Linked DNA regions of Mus musculus: all the other regions are linked to region 3. A link is a contact called in public promoter capture Hi-C data. All regions are on one chromosome and are shown on one strand. Each heading gives the region's core, a stretch centred on a gene start, on an enhancer-like site or on the middle of the called end of the contact. The rest is flanking DNA. Distances are from core to core; before and after follow the strand shown.

Evidence for each region. Promoter capture Hi-C pulls out the DNA fragments that hold promoters and counts their contacts.
Region 1: a contact with region 3 is called in a promoter capture Hi-C map of pre-B cells, with 4 times the contacts expected there. The contact joins the promoter of Mon1a here to the promoter of Dcaf1 in region 3. A contact is called at or near these places in 2 of 39 promoter capture datasets (the C10 cell line and pre-B cells).
Region 2: a contact with region 3 is called in a promoter capture Hi-C map of neural stem cells. The contact joins the promoter of Nicn1 here to the promoter of Dcaf1 in region 3. A contact is called at or near these places in 3 of 39 promoter capture datasets (cranial neural crest, neural stem cells and pre-B cells) and 1 of 9 other capture datasets (liver).

What each region holds. Positions count from the first base shown.
Region 1 is chr9:107,885,971-107,890,255 of GRCm38.p6, reverse strand. It overlaps Mon1a (MON1 homolog A, secretory traffciking associated), which reads right to left and starts at 2,127. Exons shown (of 6, transcript NM_028369.3): 1 at 1,854-2,127.
Region 2 is chr9:108,288,885-108,293,024 of GRCm38.p6, reverse strand. It overlaps Nicn1 (nicolin 1), which reads right to left and starts at 2,582. Exons shown (of 6, transcript NM_025449.4): 1 at 2,363-2,582. The coding sequence starts at 2,494.
Region 3 is chr9:106,820,183-106,824,330 of GRCm38.p6, reverse strand. Dcaf1 (DDB1 and CUL4 associated factor 1) reads right to left here and starts at 2,407. Exons shown (of 24, transcript NM_001373930.1): 1 at 2,240-2,407.

The DNA.
Region 1 (4,285 bases), core at 878-3,377, 1.1 Mb before region 3:
TGTACCTGGGGTCAGGCAAGAAAACTCTTGCCTGTGGAGACAGCTTGTCCTTGGAAGTAGTCAGGAAAAGCAGCTCTGCAGTTGGAGGAACTGGTTTTACTGGTCCGTTTTCTTACTTATAAAATGGTACCGAATGGCTGCAAACAGCCAGGAATGATGTATGGGGTGGGAAGATTAAATGAGATAATACATGTGGCCTGGCTATACAGAGTAAGCATACCCTATACTCAGCTGAAGCTATTAGCACATTGTGGTTATTCTTAGCACTCAGACTGCATTTACACACAGGTCCAGTGGTCTCTGTCCTGCCAATCAATCCTTTAGAAGATTTCTCAGTCAGCCAGGGCCTGAGGAATGACCTGATCAAACATACTTCTGACCTCAGGAAGCATGAGCTCTAGTTTGAGGGACCCCTCCTTCTGACCCCCTCTCCCCTGCCCCAGGACATCAGGTCAAAGAGCCACGGGCCTCAGCCTCCCCGGTATCAAGCAAGCTGTTCTTACCTTCTCTGCAGTTGCAGAGCCAGGTTGCCAGTTCTCAGCTGCTTCTAGCTATCTCTCCCAAATTTATCTACCTCCTAGGTCTGCACAATGCCCTCTCTGTGGCTTTGTACTTCTGCCTTCAAACTCCAAACAAGTTCTACACCAGCTATGCCGTCCTGACAACATGCTCCTTCAGGACACTTTTTGTGCTTCTGAGGGTTAAATAAATCCAGTGTTCCTGAGTGTCCCCAGCATAGGACCTGCACAGGGAACGGAGCAGGGCCAGCTGTCTAGAGCTAGCCGGTGCTTTTTTTTTTTTTTTTTTCCACAAAAGTTCTCCTTCTATGTGAGATCATATAGCATTTTTATCCTCTCCAAGGTCAGTCTGGGGTTCCAACCAGAAGGCCTGGTGAAGCGAACCGTTTTCTGGATACCCACACACTCAGGCAAGAAGGCTGAGTGGAGCAGATAAAGCCCACCTCCCACCTCCAATAGACTTTGATTTCTGCAGCAAGTGCTCCTGGAAAAGCTGGTCCTGAGCCGTTATGCAAGGGAGGTGTCTGAGAACAGCTCCAGTGGTCTCTACAGGAACACTTTTTAGGCAGTTCCTCTAAGTGCTCCCAGGGCATGCAACTTTTCCTAGAAGCCTCTAGCAGAGCCTATGAACAAAATCACCAAGAACAAAAACAAACAAACAAACAAAAAGCTGATGCTGTCCCTCCTTCCAATGCGCCTCCCTCCTTCAGATTGCTCCTGAGAGAGGAGGGTCTTGCAAAAGCCCCTCCTTACTAGCTTCAAACAACCTTGATCTTTTTTCCTGTTCTAACAGCGCTTCAAATTTGATCTTGACCCCTTTGGTCCACTTGGGAGGACGACTCAGAAAGTCTGACAGTCAGGGCTCAATTGGGACTGTGATGTGGCTGCTTCAGCAGGATGCCTCCAGGATCTACAATGAGCCTAGTTCCTTGTCACCTCTAGAGGCCACTCCCCTTCCTGACAAAGGCTGCTCACAGTTCCCAAGCAAACTCTACCTAGAAAGGGTTGGCTCACCCTTTCAGACCTGCCTGCCTCGCTCCACCATCCTCCTTTTAAAGAGAACTCTGTGGGCCGAATATGTCCGAATTGGGGGTTGGTGTCTGCTGCCTATGGGACATTGCTCTCCCGGCCAAAGGATGAGTTCTCGCCTCATCTTTCTTAGTGCCTAGCTGGGACCAGCCGGCTAAAGGACCCCAAAGAGCCGCAGTACCCCTATCGGGGCAGTAGATGGCCGGGACACCCCCCCCCCCTAGTTTTCAAGCCCCTCCCTCTAAAGATGACAGCTTGCCCGCCTCTCGCCGCCCCCAGGCCACGTGGGTTAGCAGTCGAACTCACCTGTTTCTTGGGGAAACACAGGACCTACCGAGGGTACCAGTCACTGCCCTCTGCCAGACCCCTGGGGAGATATAAGTGTCCAGCAGTGCCTGGCCTCAGAGTGCAACTTCGCGGGGCTACCGCCCCTGGAGGATACAGACATGGCCACAGCGGAGGAACCGATCTCTCCTGCCGACCCTTAACCGGCCACCGGCGCAGGAAGACAGCTTTCACCGGCCTCTGGTGGCGGAGGCCCGGTTCCAGCCTCTTGGCCAGCCCCAGCCCGCCCCTGTGTGCATTGTGGGAAATGTAGTCCGTAACTCTCCGCAGCCTTAAAGCTGCGGGAGCGGTTCCGGGCTCCCGAGCCTGGCGATGCCAGAGGCGGGGTCTGACCTAGGACCCGGGTTGCCTCACCTGGCACCGCCTTCTTCCGTGTCTTAGAGGCGGGTCCTCTACCCTTCCCCCCAAACACCCACTAGATGTTTACTTTAAGGGACCAGAACGAACGTCAGTATTTCCCCACCGATCATGGAAAGATGATAAGTTTAGGGAGCTGGATAAATGCCACTAGTGAGCACAACCACATAGACTGTACAAGACGCGGACGTGTTGAAAAGACTCAAAAATTGTTGCTTAAAAAGACCTTAAGTCTGGTCACAGTATATTATTTTAAGGCAATAGAAAGCACAATTCTCAACAATTCACATAAACTGACCCGGGGAGCTTTTAAAAAAACATTAATGCCTGGACACTATCCTATAGATTTTTACTTAATGGGATGAATGTGAGGTACGAGGCATCGGAGTTGTTTGAAAAAGCTCCTGGGTGATTTCTAAGGGCAAGGAACCACTGCTTATAATTTCCTAGACACAAAGTAATAAAAACAGGAAAACAAGTTTTCCCAGCAGCCCTTATTTCTGGTGAATAGTTTGAAGAAGCAAAATTAGGGAATGGCTAGTATTACTTATATTTTATCTGAAGCAATTTGCTTACTTTTCAAGCTTCATGGTTAGTCATCCCAATAGTTCTGAGATAAAGGACAAAGTCAAAAACCTCTGACTTTTCCTTGCAGTTTGACAGGCTCCCTAAGGAGGTCGGAGAAGTTGGGGATCTCTCTCTTCTCTCTCTTCTCTTCTCTCTCTCTCTCTCTCTCTCTCTCTCTCTCTCTCTCTCTCTCCCTCCCTCCCTCCCTCTCTCCCATGCGAATTTGAAATCTGGCTCCATAATACTGGCATATGTGTGCTCTCTCTCTCTCTTTCTCTCTCTCTCTCCCTCCCTCCCTCTCTCCCATGCAAATTTGAAATCTGGCTCCATAATACTGGCATATGTGTGACTGACATGATGACAACCTGTGACCTTTTCCTGGAGATAGTTTCCACAGGGTTACCAGACCCTTAAATGCTGGGTAAGGGAAGCGTCCCATGTGAGAGGGAGTTCGTTCCTTTGCAGTGGAGACTGAGAAGGGGAGTGGAACTTCTCCAAGTCTCCATAGGTCTTTCAGGATTTCCTCTCTTTGCTTGCTCTGGCTTCCAGGTTCCTACCTTGAAGCAAATATAATTTATACAAGTTTTCCCTATATACTTCATTTCATATTATTTCACTATACGAGTCTAAAGTAAGAATTTTTGAGCAGGGCGGTGATGGCTCACCCCTTTAATCCCAGCACTTGGGAGGCAGAGGCAGGCAGATTTCTGAGTTCGAGGTCTTCTTTTGTGTGCATATGTATGTTCTGTGTTCATGTATGTGCAAATATGTATGGGAATATGTGCAGGGGTGTGTGTGCACATCTTACGTTGGGTGTTGTTCTAATCAGCTTCAGTTCTCAACTTGACACAGTGTCTGTGGGGAATTGTTTCAGTTGTTAATTGATGCAGGAGTGCCCAGCTCATTGCAATTAGTGTTATTCCCTGGGCAGGTGGTCCTGGGCTACTCAGCTTGAGTGAGCCAGCAAGCAACATGGGTTCCTTCCTGGTTTCTGCTTCAAAAGTTCCTGTGCTGAGTTTCCTTAAGGATCAACTGTGGCCTGTGAGCTGAAATCAGTCCTCTCCTCCCCTCAGTTGCCTTTGGTCAGAATGTTCTAGCACAGCAGCAGAAGGAAACTAAAACTTCCTTGACATTGTCCCACTTTTAGGTCTCATGGAGCCTGGAGTTCACTGGTTGACTAGACTGCCTTGGCCAGCAAGCTCCAGAGATCCACCTGTCTCTGTAGCCCCAACACTGAGGTTAGAGATTCCCACCTCTGTGTTTGGCATCTCCCTAGGTACTGCTCATGCTTGTATAACAAGCACTTAGCCGGGCGTGGTGGTGCATGCCTTTAATCCTAGCACTTGGGAGGCAGAGGCAGGCGGACTTCTGAGTTCGAGGCCAGCCTGGTCTACAGAGTGAGTTCCAGGACAGCCAGGGCTACACAGAGAAACCCTGTCTCGAAAAACCTAAAAAAACAAAAACAAAAA
Region 2 (4,140 bases), core at 1,333-3,832, 1.5 Mb before region 3:
TCTGTAAGTCATTCAAACAAACCATCCCAACATATCTGAGATGGCATCGGAGGTCAGAACCTTAACCCCGAAGAAAGCAGAAAATGGACATGTGAAACCTGGATGAGCTTGCTAAGTGGACCAACGAAGATAGGTAAGGTAATGTATTGGGCTGAGGATGTGGCTCAGCTGGTGCAGTGCTTGCCTTGGTTAGCATGTTTGCAGTTCTACGCTAGATGCCCAGTAATACATAAACCAGGCCTGTGATGTATACCTGTGATGTATACCTGTGATGTATACCTGTGATGTACACCTGTGATGTACACCTGTGATGTACACCTGTGATGTACACCTGTGATGTACACCTGTGATGTACACCTGTGATGTACACCTGTGATGTACACCTGTGATGTACACCTGTGATGTACACCTGTGATGTACACCTGTGATGTACACCTGTGATGTACACCTGTGATGTACACCTGTGATGTACACCTGTGATGTACACCTGTGATGTACACCTGTGATGTACACCTGTGATGTACACCTGTGATGTACACCTGTGATGTACACCTGTGATGTATACCTGTAATCCAGTGCTTGAGGGGTAGAGGCAGGAGGATCAGAAGTTCATGATAAGCTTCCCCTATTCTTGGCCACTCTGGGATTTTTGAGATCCCCACCCCTCCCAAAAGTAGCAAATTTTAAAAAGTACCAGAGTGAGAGAACCTGAGTATGTCCTTTAGCCTGGTACTAGCAGAAGTTCTCTCCATCTCTCTCTCAGAATTAGCAGATTTAGACCAGAATAAGAATAATTGTAGGAACTGGGCGTGGTGGCGCACACCTTTAATCCCAGTACTCAGGAGGCAGAGGCAGGCAGATCTCTGAGTTCGAGGTCAGTCTGGTCTACAGAGTGAGTTCCAGGACAGCCAGGGCTACACAGAGAAACCCTGTCTCGTAAAACAAACAAACAAACAACAACAACAACAACAAAAGAGGGCTGGAGAGATGGCTCAGCTGTTAAGAGCACTAACTGCTCTTCTGAAGGTCCTGAGTTCAAATCCCAGCAACCACATGGTGGCTCACAACCATCTGTAATGAGATCTGACGCCCTCTTCTGGTGTGTCTGAAGACAGCTACCATGTACTTACATATAACAATAAATAAATCTTTAAAAAAAAAAAAAAGAATAATAGTAGGGCCGGGCAGTGGTGGCCCACGCCTTTAATCCCAGCACTTGGGAGGCAAAGGCAGGCAGATTTCTGAGTTTGAGGCCAGCCTGGTCTACAGAGTGAGTTCCAGGACAGCCAGGGCTACACAGAGAAACCCTGTCTCGAAAAACAAAAAGCAACAGCAAAAAAGAAGAATAGTAGGATCCTGCACTGGAGGGGTTTGGGGAGCCTAGAGTACCAACTGCCATAGCAGTAGTTTCCATCTCGATGCACACCAGCATCACCTATGGAACTTAAACAAAACAAAACAAAACACACAAAAGCACAGATATCAGGACTAGAGAGATGGCTCAGCAATGAAGAGTACTTGGTGCTCTTGCAGAGGACCAGGTTTGGTTCCCAGCACCTACACGGCACCTCACAGCTGTTCATAACTCCAGTTCCAGAGGATTCAGAACCTTTTTCTGGCCTCTACTAGTACCAGCCATGCACAAGGTATATATGCAGACATGCAAAAACAACACTCATAGATTTAAAATAAAGCTTTTTTAAAATAAAAATATTAAATAAGTAAATAAAAATATAGATGTCAAAGATCCACCTCAAACACACTGACTCAGATTTTCCAGGGTCGGATCAATTAACTAGGTTTCCCCAGATTGTTGGGAAGCAACATCTTGCGAGAGAATGACATATTGTAATACAAAGCACATAGAGCCAAGAGGGTGGGTAAGGGAAGGATGCTATGCCATTAGAGGTAGCCTTTGTCCTGTGTTGAGGTCATGCAACGCCCTGTCACTGTCAGTTGAAATGGAAGAACAACTAGGGATTGGAAACAAGTCACCAGGAGGACCTAGATGAAGGCTAGGTTGCACCTGACCTGTGGCAGGGGCCACTGGAATGGTACGTTTGCATCATTGTTTGACGATTGCAGCTACGGCCGAAATCAAATATCCTCTCACTTGTACTGAGATTCAAATTGTAGTTCCAGTGATATCCTGGGCACTGGGAAGAGATGCTGAAGAGGATAGGACGGGAAACTCTAGTCTATTTAATAAAGCTTATTAATAAAGACTGTAAATGCTTCTGAATAGGCCCAATTCGCAAAAGCAAGAGACACTGTAGAAGCTGTGTAAATGCCTAGGAAACGCCCAAGTTACTAGGTATTCCCCGCCCAGAAGCCTTGATCGCTTATATGGGGGGTTGCTCACCTCGAAAGGCGCGATGTTGGGAAAAGTGACATCGACGACCAGCACGCCAGGCCGACCTTGAGAGGTCCTCATGTCGCCCACTTGCAGGGCTACAGTGCTTTTCACATGACAGGGCACCAACACACGGGACATGATTTGGGAGATTACAACCAAGCAAAATCACCGCTCACAGTCTCCATCCAACCACTAGCTCTTATTGGCGTCCCTTATCAACCAAAAGAACTACAACTCCCAGGCCACATAACGTTTGTAACAGTTCAGCCAATCACCGATGATCAGGGCGGGTCAAGAGTCGGAAATGTCAACGGAAGTTCTTCTTCAACCAATCATCCTCGCGTCTGTAAGTCCCTCCCGGGCTGCTCCGGGCAACCGTCGAGCCGTTCTTTATCCAAAGGATCCAGAATGCTTTGGGCTGTCTTATCCCTCACTTAAATTCTGCTACTTTATTAGGTTAAGATGTATAAAACAATCAGGCGTTTAGTGTCACTCGCTTTCAATCCCGGCACTTGGGAGGCAAAGGCAGGCAGGTCTCCGAGTTCGAAGCCAGTCTGGTCTACAGAGAGTTCCAGGACAGCCAAGGATGTTACACAAAGGAATTATTTCTCCATAGCATCCACAAGATCCATCTGGGTACAACCCGAGGTATATGGCAACTTAAGGGATATGGCACCTTTTCCTGACCTCGGAACTATGGTATTTTTAAAACTACAAACCAGATCAGGTATATTGGTGCAAGCCTTTAATCCCAACATTGAGGAGGCAGAGTCAGAAGCAGGTGAATCACTGAGAGTTTAAAACCAATCTGATTTACAAAGAGAGTTCCAAGCCAGTCCTGTCTCAAAAACAAACAAACAAACAAACAAAGTGGGGTCACAAGGTATTGATTCACTCCTGTAATCCCACCAAAATTGTAAAATTTAGTTAAGAAATAAAATGCCAGGCATTGGTGACACTTTAGTTAACCCAGCACTTGGAAGGTAGAAGCAGAATCGGTAAGATCAGAGGTTCAAGGCTAATCTCATGAATGTAGTAGGTTTCAGGTTAGCTTGGGCTATGTGAGGCCCTAGCTAAAAAAAAAAAAAAAAAAAAAAAAAAAAAAAAGCAAAACAGTCAATAAATTGATTGACCGGAGAAGAGGCAAATACTTGGTTTGGGATTTGTTTATTTTTTGAGACAAGATCTCACTACAGATGTAGATGAAGCAAACCTCAAATTCAGAGAGATCCATCTGCCTCCATAATTCTGGGATTAAAGGTATGTGTTATCATGCCAACCTACCAAGTTTTCCTTTTACATTTTATATTGAGGCATTTGGGAACATTAAAGAATCTGAGGTGTATGGTCAGGAATTTCAGTCCATGCAGCAGGAGAGATGGCTTAGCAGTTAAAAGCCCCTGCTACTTTTCCAGAGAATGAAGTTTAGTTCCCAAAACTCCCATCAGGCTCCAATGAATGCCTGTAACTTAAATGCTCTCTTCTGGCCTCTAGGGAAATTTGAACTTATGTGTACATACCCCTACACAGCCCCTTGTGCATTGCGTACACATAGCTTAAAATTAAACCTAGCAGTGGTGGTACACACTTTAATCCCAGCACTCAGGAGGCCGAGGTAGGTAGATCTCTCTGAGTTTTGAGGTCAGCCTGGTCTACAGAGCAAGTTTCAGGACAGCCAAGACTACACAGAGGCACCCTCTCTTTGTGTATGTGTGGTGGGAAGAGGGATTCCTGGGAAATGATCCAGTGAGTAAGAGCACTTGCTATGCAAGCTTGAGGACCTG
Region 3 (4,148 bases), core at 1,158-3,657:
AGAATCATGCAAAAAGTTATGACACACACCTAATGATGATACAATCAATGGTCACCAAGTTGGGATATCTAGCCCAGGACATTGAGCTAAGTAATTAACTAACTTACATGCTTAATTTTCACAGCCACCCTGTGAGGTGACTTTTATGGATAAGGAAATGAGTTAGAGAGATTTTCAAGACCACACAAATGACACATCCCAGAAAAGAATTAACAATTTAAAAGAACTCAAATCCCAACTCTGCTGAAATGTCTGTGAATTCTTACTTAACTTCTCTAAGTATCAAATTGTTTGGGGGAAAAAAAACTCAACTTCTCTATTAAATAGAAACAGTTGTGGGAGCTAGTGAAAATTCTATATTACAGAATATGAATTCGTAAATGTTTAAAATATCAATTTATACACATGAAATTTCCTCACTCATAAGAATGTGTACAAAGTATTTAGAGGTGATGTACCTACCAGCTCAAATTCCATAAAATTAACACAAGAAGATACAGCAAGCAGTTAACAGTTGAAACTGAAAGATTATCACTTATTTTTAGTTTCCTACTTAAAAGTTTGAGGGGCTATGCTAGGCAGTGGTGGCCCATCCCTTTAATCCCAGCACTTGGGAGGCAGAGGCAGGTGGATTTCTGAGAAAAAAAAAAATAACAAATACACAACACTGTTAACAGTAAATACTATGCTCAAAAAAGTTCCTCAAATTACCTTAACAACCCAAAAAAATCCCAGTTCGAAATGGTTAATGAGTAACTGCTATATACAAACACAAATCTTAAGGTGGGGCAGTGCTGGTTTACACTTTTTTTTTTTTTGGTTTTTCAAGACAAGGTTTCTCTGTGTAGCCCTGGCTGTCCTGGAACTCACTCTGTAGACCAGGCTGGCTTTGAACTCAGAAATCCGCCTGCCTCTGCCTCCCAAGTGCTGGGATTAAAGGCATGCACCACCACCATCCGGCTGGTTTACACTTTTAATCCCAGTGCTCGGGGAAGCAGAAGCAGGCAGATCTGAGTTCGAGGCCAGGCTAGTCTAAACTGAGTTTCAAGGCAACCAAGGCTACACAGAGAAACCCTGTCTCAAAAAACAAAAACACAAATCTTGAGATCAGACTGAAATGTACATATGCTTATAAAAGCCTTGAAGGTAAATGCCAGTAAATCCAAGGAGAAAAAAAGCCTTCAAAAGCTTGCAATAGGAAGATAGTGCTACAATAAGTTAAAACGTGCATGCTACTTAAAAGTCTTTGCCTGAAAGTTAAAAAAAAAAAAAAAAAAAAAACAGCAAACCCGGCAGTGGTAACAGACGCCTTTAATTACAATACTAGAGGCAGAGATAAAAGGATATCTTAGTTCGAAGCCAGCCTAGACTACAATGAGCTCCGGGAAAAAAAAAAAAAAAAGAGCAACGTAAGATAAACAAAAAACGAGTCATTTGTTCCTCAAAAACTACTACTAGACACACCGCAAGAGTATTTCCTCATCAAATGTTAAAACCACAGCAGTAAGAGGAAACGGACCGACACTTTCTAGGAACAGAAGACAAAGTATGGCAAATGCCCTTGAAAGCCCAACAAACAACTAAAAGCCCTCGGAATAAGCGCTGGGGAAACCTGGCAGGCAACCTTAGGTCAGACTCTGGGCGTCTGGACACCCACATACCTCTCTCCCCGTCCCCTCGCTACTGCATTGTACAAGTGGGAGGGGTTCCCGCCGAGCTCCGCCCCCTCCCCGGTCGGAGAGCCGGGAGGGTGCAAGTGGGAGGTGGCACGGAGCCGACCGAGGGAAAAGCCCGCCCAGGTGACTGAGGCTGGAGGCGGGGACACCGTTCCTGAAGGGGTCCGCCGGGCGGCATGGGAAAGAAGATGCCCCTCGTCCCGTGAGGGACAGAGACTTGGAGTGGAAGAGAGAGATTCAAAGAGCACCTCCTTTAGGTAGAGGCGAGCATCCCCTGCCCTCCACACCCCGGCGGAAGAGTTACTCTAAAGAGGCTTCTTTACAGGACGGGAGGAAGGAGCCGGAGGCCCCGCCCCCGGGCCCGGGCCCGGGCTCGGAAGGAGAGCCTCGTCAGGCCCCGGGCCCAGCCGCCTCGGTGGGCTCGCCCAGCCCCTCGCCGCCCGCAGCCGAAGCAGGTGCCGCCCCTCCCCCCAGCGCGGCGCCCACTCTCCCGCCCAGCGGGCCGCGCGCTCGCTCTCCTCGTGCCCCTGCCAGAGAGCCGGCCCCTTCCTAACCCCGCTCACCTTCGCGAGCGGCTCCGCCGCTTCTCCCCCCGACCCCTCCAGCGGCCACGGTTCTCACACACTGCCTCTGGTCCCGCACTCACTCTCCCTCACTCACTCACACACACACATATACACACACACAGCGCGACCACGGCTCCTGAGCGGCCCACATATTATGCGTCACTCGCAGGCTACGTACTGGTCGCGCGCGCACTCAGCGCGCGCGGGTGTGTAACGTTGGCGCGAGGCTCCGGAGCGGGGAAGGGGGAGGAGCCGAGGGACATCAAAGCGCTCCTGGGAAATGAAGTTTCCGCGTTTAAGGGCGGGGGAGGGATGATGGCGCTAGACCTACCATTAAGCACCACCTCAGCGCATTGACTTCTGGGATTCGTAGTTTTCTTTAAGGCGGAAGTGAAAAGTAAAGGAAGGAATAGATCTTTCTAAAAGCCCGGGCTGCCCGAATTTACTTAATTCTACCCTGTGTCATCTAAGGGCTCAGTAGGACACTGCCACATCAGGCTCGGAAGGATGCCAGGGTCAAAGAATGCATTTCACACAAATGTATTCAGAAACAACTGTACTCGTTAGAAATTCGTCGGTTTTCCTTTGTCTTTCTGTTAAAAACATATTCGACAGGAATCAAAAAACATCAGTTACCATGTATTATATGTGAGGCAGAAAAATGAAAGCCCTTTGGTGAAAACAACTAATCACGGAGGCCATCTAATTCAATTTATCAATTTTAGAGTTAAGGAAAATGAAACCCACAGTAAATGACTTGCCTAACTTCACAAACCAAAGGGAAGCTGCATCGGAAGGATCTGGTTTTGACCCAGCGATTCTGTGTGATAACATGGAAGATTACGATAACTCCACAATTGAGCAGAATCTTGACAAAACCTACCCAGACGTCAGGATTCATGCAACTCACTATTGTTCTTGGCATTCTGAGCGAGTTCTGTGCGTTTCCATAGAGCGATTACAGCCAATACGTTCTTGTGGAAATTATAAGACACTGTGGACCTCTTGTCATGATCAGATTCTACGGCTGTTACTAAGCCTGTATCAGAAGAGTGGTAGTGGCAGTGGCGCATGCCTTTAATCCCAGCACTTGGGAAACAGAGGCAGGCGGATCTCTGAGTTCAAGACCAGCCTGGTCTACAGAGTGAGTTCCAGGACAGCCAGGGCTACAGAGATTTCCCTCTGGAAAAAAAAAAAAAAAAAGCAGGAAGAGGAAGGGGAAGAAGAAGAGACAAAGAAAGAAAAGAAAGAAAAGCAAGCAAGCAAGCAAGCAAGCAAGCAAGCAAGCAAGCAAGCAAGCAAGCAAGCAAGCAAGAAAGAAAGAAAGAAAGAAAGAAAGAAAGAAAGAAAGAAAGAAAGAAAGAAAGAGAAAAGCAGCAGCCAGTATCTTAGGGCTTAAATCCACTACCACCCTACCCCCACCCACCTGAGCACTTCGTTCCTTCCTCACTCAATTATGTGCTTGGAGTAACAGCTGCTTGAAATACAAATTCTAGAGGGTGAATAGCAGTGCTACAGGCATATAACTTGTAATCACGCTCTTGCTACAACACAGCTTTCTCCTGTGCATCTGAAATCTTGTCTCTTGAGCTATAATGACCATTATTTATTTAGACTCTATAGCAGACTTGAATCAAATGGTTTTTTTTTTAAGATTTATTTATTTTATGTGAGTAGCCTGTCACTCTCTTCAGACACACCAGGAGAGAGCATCAGATCCCATTACAGATGGTTGTGAGCCACTATGTGGTTGCTGGGAATTGAACTCAGGACCTCTGGAAGAGCAGTCAGTGCTCTTACCTGCTCAGCCACCTCTCCATCCCTAAATCAAATGTTTTAATTACACTCATTATTCTCAACACCAGGGCAGATAAGGCTAGCCAACTTTATGGAGGAGAAATCAAAA